Regions from separate parts of the Mus musculus genome. Here region 1 is linked to region 2. Evidence: chromatin contacts called from public HiChIP or PLAC-seq data. All regions are on one chromosome and are shown on one strand. The core of a region is the stretch at or near the end of the contact, and the rest is flanking DNA. Distances in the headings are between cores, read along the strand shown. Region 1 has its middle 25 kb from the start of Tmsb4x. Region 2 has its middle 47 kb from the start of Gm30354.

Region 1 (3,672 bases), core at 335-2,834, 300 kb after region 2:
AGAAGTGCTGAAAGCCAGGTATGGGAGCCAAGGAAGGCAGCAAAAGCCGAGCTTGGGCAAGAAAGAGACTGTCCTCTCACGAGGGGGCACGTGCGCTGAGAAAATTGGCAAGCACTGCAAAGGGCTTCTCCCCACCCCACAAGTCAGTCACTGTCACTTCTCAGCGCACCTCAGGTTTAGCCCTCCTTTAAGAAAAGCCTCAGGAATGTTTTTTCTTCCTTGATAGTAGAGGTGAACAAAGTGAAGCTTTGAGGCGGTGACGAGCTCTGTAAATAAGCTCACCCAGCTTTTGAGCGGGGCGGCCAGGCCATGTTGTCAGCTCAGTGTATTGGCAACTAGCTTTGGGCTCCTTCTCCCACACCCTCACAGTCATGCCCGACTCTTCCACCTCTAAGGGCTACAGTTAGTCTAACTACCCAAGAGAACTGTTGGACTTAACAGCAAGTTCAACTACAGCCGCCACATTATTAGTAGTGGAGGGGCAATGGCGCTGTCATTGTGGCCAGAGGCTCACCTGGGTCACTGCTGAGCTAAATGGAGCGTGAAGTCCAGGCAGAGCATGAAGAACCACGGATTCTCCACCTGCAGCTGTAGAGGGTTAAAGAGCTTGGATGTAAACAAATGGCCAGGTCCTACAAAAGTACCACCACCACGGACTTCCTCTTAGATGACCTGCAGATATTTAAAGACAAGCCAGACACAAGTGCTTCTTTCAGAAAGGGACAAAGCAAATAATCAAGTTGACCTTTTGGGAACAGTGTTAATTGTGGCAGTTTAGGAGGAGGCAGAAATCAACTTTGTATAGTAATAGGCCTTCTATTCTTCTACCCTTGCCTCATTAAGGTTTGCATATTATTTTAAATGTGCCCGAGGTGTAAAGAGTCTAAAGTGGTTAAAGGGTGAGGTGATTTAATGAACCCAGGAACCAATCCAGAAGGCCTGGAACCACTCTGGGCCTTTTAAGAACTCCATCCATCCCAGGGGGAGAACTAATATCAAGTGAGTGACTTAAAGCTCCACAAAGCCTGGCTTGGCTTAGGGACTGAGTTTCATGGAGCCCAGGTGAGAGTCATTCCTGTACCGTGAATTCACCTAACCCTTGCTCTGCACTTCCATTTCTTAGGCACTCTAGGTGTGCTGGAGCAAAGCAGTGTGCTGTATCCAGATACCTTGGGGGCCCTGGCTTCACAGTGAGGCCCCAGGGTTCCAGGTGGGTGTTGCAGAGAACAAAGGTTCCCCACACTAAGAAAACCAGTTCTCCCAGCCTCCCAGCCGCAGCAAGTGACATCACTGGGAGCCAATAGAAAATTTGCACTGGAGTTTACTTGTTAAGGTCTGAATTGGATCCACGTAGACGGCTTATCTGACTGTGTAGGGCGAGGTTCCCGAACACTACCCTGTTTAGGAGTGCTCTCTGATACAGTGGGAATGTGGCTTTTAACCTTTTTTTTTTTTTTTTCCTGGCAGATTTCAGGCAGGTGAGGGGCCAGGTTTCAAAATCAACAATGAAGATACCACACCCTGAACGCCTGGCTAGCCCAAAGCTAGAGCACTAGGCGGACCTTTACTGCCATCTGCTGGCAGTCCTTGGTATCGATTCATAAGAGTGGCTAGGTTCCTCTGAAAAACAAAGCCTGACTAAGTTAGGCTCCTTATTTTACCTTAGTCTCCGTAGACAAATTGAGCTCCTTCAACTATATCAAAATGAGGTAGCCATGAGAGAAAGACACTCCTGATCTGATCTGATGGCAGTGTACCTTGTCTTTGGTCTTTTTGTTTGACTCAGGATGGCCTTTTTACCTTACTCTGACGATGACCTTGAGCTCTTGATCCTCCTGCCTCTACCTCCACCCCTTGCTGCCAAGTGCTGGTATGATTGGTCTGTGCCACATCTAGTTTATGTGTAGGGATGGGACATGGGTCTTTGTGCATTCTAGGCAGGCCTCTACCGACTGAGCTAGGACCTTTTATTTTTATAAAGCCCCATCATCCATGGGAAAATATAGGTATGTGGTAAATTTGAGGATGCCCTTGACTGAGTCCTGAGTCTGAGATGTTGATCACCTCACACTTTTCACTGCAGATGTGATCTTTACAAAGGCTTTCATGATGCTTCTAGGATTCTCAGTTCACGTGTGGGTGACCGTTTCTTTGAGCACAAATGGGATCCCCTGACTGGGTGTGAATACAGCATTCACCAAGGTCAATCCAAAGTAGTAGAAATTGCATCTCCAGAAGCATTCACTTCTCAGCACCAGCAACTTTCTCCTTTTCTCCCCTAGGCAAAGCAGTTGCTTTGGTGGAGGCACATAGCCCCTTAATTTTGCAAGTTTTAAGGCTAAAGCCAGCCACTCTCAAATCATAGCCGTCGGACCCATACTTCCACACTAAGAATTTAGTATATGTTTTCCTTCTATGTAATGTATATAAGCTGCAAAAGGGAGGGCCCTACTGGCCTGCAGCAGCAAGACTCAAATGCTGTGGAAAATCCCAAAATGTATAGGACAGATCCTTCTAATCCCTAATAAAGAGTAATGTCATCCAAGATCTTAGCAGTGCCACAGTGAGAAAATCTCACTTTCTAACACCCCAAAACCACCATGCCAGTGCTTATGACCCTGAACTTGTCTACTTCTACAACTGAGGCTTCCCTATGGCCTCTACATCCATGTGCACACATGTACACACATATGTGCAACTGTGCATTCATGTCTATGCACACTTATGTACTTGGTGCCTACAGAGGGCATCGGATCCACTGGAACTGGAGTCACAGATGGCTGCAAGCTGCCATCTGCATGCAAGGAATGGAACCCTGGTCATCTTCAAGAGCAGCAAATACTCTTAATCACTGAGCCACTCTCTAGCCCCTTTTATTTATACTTACTAGACAGTTAATGATGGCCATCTCCATCTACAGGTAGACACGTGTACACGTGACTATTGGTATATACATATGCATATTTAATGTTGTTTTCCAATGTAAATAATATCTCCAGAGTAGCCAACTTTGGTTGGATAAGCTTTGCTGTTTTGAAGGTAGAAATTCTTTCAAGATCAGAAAGTAATTGTTTCAATTATACCCACGGGATTTAATGCCTTTGAAAGTACAATATTCCCTATTAAGTCACCAGACATTTCCTTCAGTCGCAGCAGAGGATAACCTAGTCCATGGAGGGACTATTTTCAGTTGTGTCAAGTACTGAGCTTCTCTTGTCTATGACTAACGATGTTACTGAAGGAGACATTATCCTCTTCCCCCGATATCAAAGAAGAATCTATCATGGTTACTTTTTCTTTGTTCTTGACTTCGGCAGTATGATCCGTCTTGTTGTCAACTGTCTCTTTGGAATAATGTCACCTCTGGAAAACTAGCACATTCTGATCAAGAAGAAGACCAACGGTATATGAACAGCTCAAGAAATATGGTTTGAGGGTCCCCCCCCCCGTCTTAAAAACATAAGAATCTGTGGCAGAATAGTGACTGTCACCATACACTTGGGAACACTTTCAAGGGCTTACCAGGCTAGGAGGATCTCCATCAGGCCTTTAAATCTGCATTTTGGAAGAGAAACCCTTAGTTTCAGTACACACATTACAAGCAAAAAAATTATAATCCACAGACAAATGTTTAGGAAAGCTGTATAATCCAGCTCTGTTGGGAGGGGGTGT
Region 2 (3,574 bases), core at 489-2,988:
TGCAACAGAAGATAGGATACTGATCCTCAATTTCCAAGAGGGAAAATCAGCATGCAAAGTTATTATTTTGACTAAGTATCTTTTCTCCCTTCCAATGTGAGTCTAAGATGGCTGGTTCTTCAGAAGAGGCTCTATGACATAACAAGGGATTCAGTCTTAGTAACTGACAAAGGACTCTCCTAGTGTTATCAAGTTATATTTCAAATAAAAGTTTCAAGTCCAAGTTGAGAGGGGGGTTGTGGAAACAAATTCCTTCTGGCTACAGCTGAAACTTTTTCTTTCTCCTAGCAAAAGAGAGGTGGGGGTGGGTGTTGCTTTTTCTTGTGAAGTAACTATGCCTGGGTAGGGGGGCCCAGCTGTAGTGTGCAGCACATAGTGGGGTTGGGAGGGTCTGCAGTGGAAGAAGTAGTTCAGAAAAAAAAAAAAAAAAACCTCAACATCTGTCCATCATAGCAGCCTTGGCCAGATGTTCATTTTTTCTGCTTCTGTAAGCACCAATAAGACAATGTCACTGAGCAGTGTCTTTTGTTGGCTGAAGCATTTCCCACCACTGCGGCCACCTCTGATATGCTAATAGAGAAACTGGAGGTTTTGTGTGCCTGAAAAGGCTTTCAGACCCAATCAGTGGGTCACCAATCCCAACTCTGTGAGAGACCAGGCCTGCTGTGGGAGAGGGGCTTCTCTCCCCCGGTGCCTCCCCACACCTTTTCTAGGGCTGTGTGAGTGCCCAGAGAAAGGCGATTAACCATCTGTCCTTCGGAGCAATGCACAGAACCTAAAACACAATAAACCAACACCTTGAAAACCGCCAGGAGCCATCTGAGTGTGTAGTTCACTCTGGAGAGTAGGCTCTAACCAGAAGGTCTGAATGGGTCGCTGGTTTGTAGGGGAGCTTTAATGAAAGCAACCTGTGCCATTTCAGACTCCAGACTGCCTAGTTCTCAATGTAAATCTCTACCAGGTCACTGTCAAGGGTTAAAAATAACTTAATAGGTGTTCCTACTCATAAGGTCATAGAATTATAAAATGTTAACTGGCAAAAATATTTCTTCTTGTTTGTGAGAGTCATTTGCTCGTTCAGGATTTATTCTTTGGATCTAAAGCAATTGAAAGGATTCTTTCCCTCAAGAATTTGCTCTGGCTTTAAAAAACAAAAAAACAACAACAACAAAAAAAAACAAAAAACAAAACCAAAATATATCAAAAAAAGTATCTAATGATTATTGTGTAGTTATCTAATAACTCCAAAGTTTGCTTACATCCAAATAAAATCATGCTCAGAAAATGTTTCCCCACTTTATATTCCTTGCCAGCATTTCCGCTAATACTGTTAAGCTTTGCACAAAATGCAGACACCCTAATAGGCCAAGAAGACTCAAAGAAGAATGAAATACAGTTTCAGACTTCAACACACATGTCGTCCCTTGTGAGAGACGGTATGTAATAAAATGTGGTAGGGATACAATGAATCAGTACAAGACATGCTGTAGGAAGGGAAAAAACAGTCAGGAAAGTCAAGGAGGCCTTCTCAGAGGAGGGGGATGAGCTTTCAACATTGCTTAACATACAGTGAGGCAAAGAGACATTAAATGGAATCCTAAGCAGTAAATGCCAGGAGAGGTTAACCGCTGTGAGATTCTGTGGCCAATAATAACAACGATTTGTTTTTTTGCTCTTGTCACAATCCCATCCAAGTTGGAAGTGGCTGGCAGGAAGTGAAATACTGCACTCAGTGTGGCCTTTCAGGCTCCTCCCTTAAAGCTCCAGTGTGACCTAAGTTCTCGAGCCCTCCCCTGCCCCCATAGCAGCCCTTATCTTCTTTCCCAGATTGCTGACACCCGGCATGTCTTCCACAAAATCAGTACAGTTCCTCCTCTCATGGAACAAAGGCAAAATATAGGAAAAACAAGGCTCACTTAGAGTAGCCAGGGAAAACCTCTCTGGAGAGAGGACAATTGAAGCTGGCATACTAAAAACAAAAAAGACCAGGACAGTCATAAGAATGTCAGGGAAGGAGGCACATTTCTTGTTATGGTGATCAGTTAGAGCCGAGAGCAGAAAGGAGTGTGACATGGCTGAGTGTGATTGCAGTGTCTGATGAGTGACCTCAAGGGTGACTAGGAGCTAGCTTTGGAAGGACATTAAAGGCTAGACTCAAAAGGATGCTTTGTTTTTCAGCCAGGTACAAGAAGTCATCAGATAGATTTGAGCCTTGAGCTAATGTGATATGATTTATATTTTCCAAAGCATTTCATGCTATAGCAGAGAAAGCTAGAAGAATCTCTTGTAGTAGCCCCAGGTGACAAATAGTGGTGACACAGGTGGACACAGAGACAAGTGGACAGATTTGGGAAAAGTTTTGGAGACTGAATTCACTGAACAGTAGGACTCTGTGTAGAAAAAGCATAAAGCAGAAATGAAGACAACAACTTGAGAGGGCATAGCTCAGTGGCAGAGTGCTTACCTGGTGCACGCAATCCTTAATACTACAGCAAATTAAGATAATGTTATAAAAATAATAGCTTGTATAGTGAGTGGATGACATCATTCACTGAATTATGAGTCTTAGTTGAGAAACCCTAGTTAATAAAAGAAATCTCTCCTTGGGTCATGTTGAGATCATAGTTACCATAAGCCTCCAACTAGAGATGTCTACTTGGCCATTGTGTTACTCACCTAGAACTCTGGTAGTGAACATTTTAAAGATAATGAATGAGCTGGGTTTGCCTTGTTGAGTTTGCAGAGAAGAGAGAAGGCCAGAGTAATTTCCTACAGCCTTCTACGACAGAAGTCCAGGCAAGGTAGAAGCAAGAGGAGACTCTGTGATGTGACAGGGAACCCCTAGTGGGATGGTAAGAAGAGTGGGGGAAGGGCCACATTTAGACAATGTAAAAATAGACTGCTTCAGTATGTCTTTATTCTTTATGTCCCAGAGCCTCAGAAAAAAACAATTGTTTTTTGATTGCTGGTTTGTTTTGTTTGTCTGTTTTTTGAGATAGGGTCTTTGAATAGCAAGGGCTAGTCTAGGAGGTACAAAGGTCTTTGGGCCCATAAATAAGCACTAGGGGAACCTGGAATGCTAAACACAAGGAGTTGCCCTTCAAAGGAAGGGATGCATAACCTGTTGTCTGCCCAGAAGGCTAGGAGTTGCTGTGGTTAATAGCCTGGTGACCTTTGTGCTATCTGCATAGCTGAGGCCCTACCCCAGTACTCCTACAGACACTTATCAGGAGCCTGTTTTTCTCAGTCAATCTGTAGAATCTATCTTTATGGAAGTTCATTTTTAGAACCCATTTTTATGGAAGGTGTCACATGTGCTTTACAAAGAGCTTTAATGTAATCTCATCTGATCTTTATTTAGATTACTTTACTCCTCTAGATTTATGTGCGCTTTGTTTTTACACACAGAATTAAGTTAATTGGGGCCAGAAAAGTTTTTTTTTGCTAAGTTGGACTTAAATATGCCCAAAATAAAATACTCAGGGTCAGACTCCTGAAGTTTGAGCCAACACCAGCTACTGAGTCATGTTGAACTAAACAATTTCCTTGCCTTCCTCAGATTGCTACTCTGCTG

Evidence for each region. HiChIP or PLAC-seq counts read pairs in DNA pulled down with a chosen protein or histone mark.
Region 1: a contact with region 2 is called in an H3K27ac HiChIP or PLAC-seq map of heart atrium, with 6 times the contacts expected there. The contact joins two enhancer-like sites. A contact is called at or near these places in 1 of 15 datasets of contacts at CTCF or cohesin (large pre-B cells), 2 of 484 Hi-C or Micro-C datasets (embryonic stem cells and nephron progenitors), 6 of 115 datasets of contacts at active chromatin or transcription factors (bone marrow-derived dendritic cells, embryonic stem cells, extraembryonic endoderm stem cells and 2 more) and 1 of 9 other capture datasets (bone marrow-derived macrophages).

The regions. Positions count from the first base shown.
Region 1 is chrX:167,232,052-167,235,723 of GRCm38.p6, forward strand. No RefSeq gene overlaps it. Among named protein-coding and RNA genes, the nearest start is that of Tmsb4x, 25 kb to the left of the region's middle. Within about 2 kb of position 1,585, at least 87 of the 459 cell types and tissues checked have an H3K27ac peak or open chromatin away from gene starts, as enhancers often do. A contact at or near this core is called in heart atrium, where this site is marked.
Region 2 is chrX:166,929,498-166,933,071 of GRCm38.p6, forward strand. No RefSeq gene overlaps it. Among named protein-coding and RNA genes, the nearest start is that of Gm30354, 47 kb to the left of the region's middle. Within about 2 kb of position 1,739, at least 30 of the 459 cell types and tissues checked have an H3K27ac peak or open chromatin away from gene starts, as enhancers often do. A contact at or near this core is called in heart atrium, where this site is marked.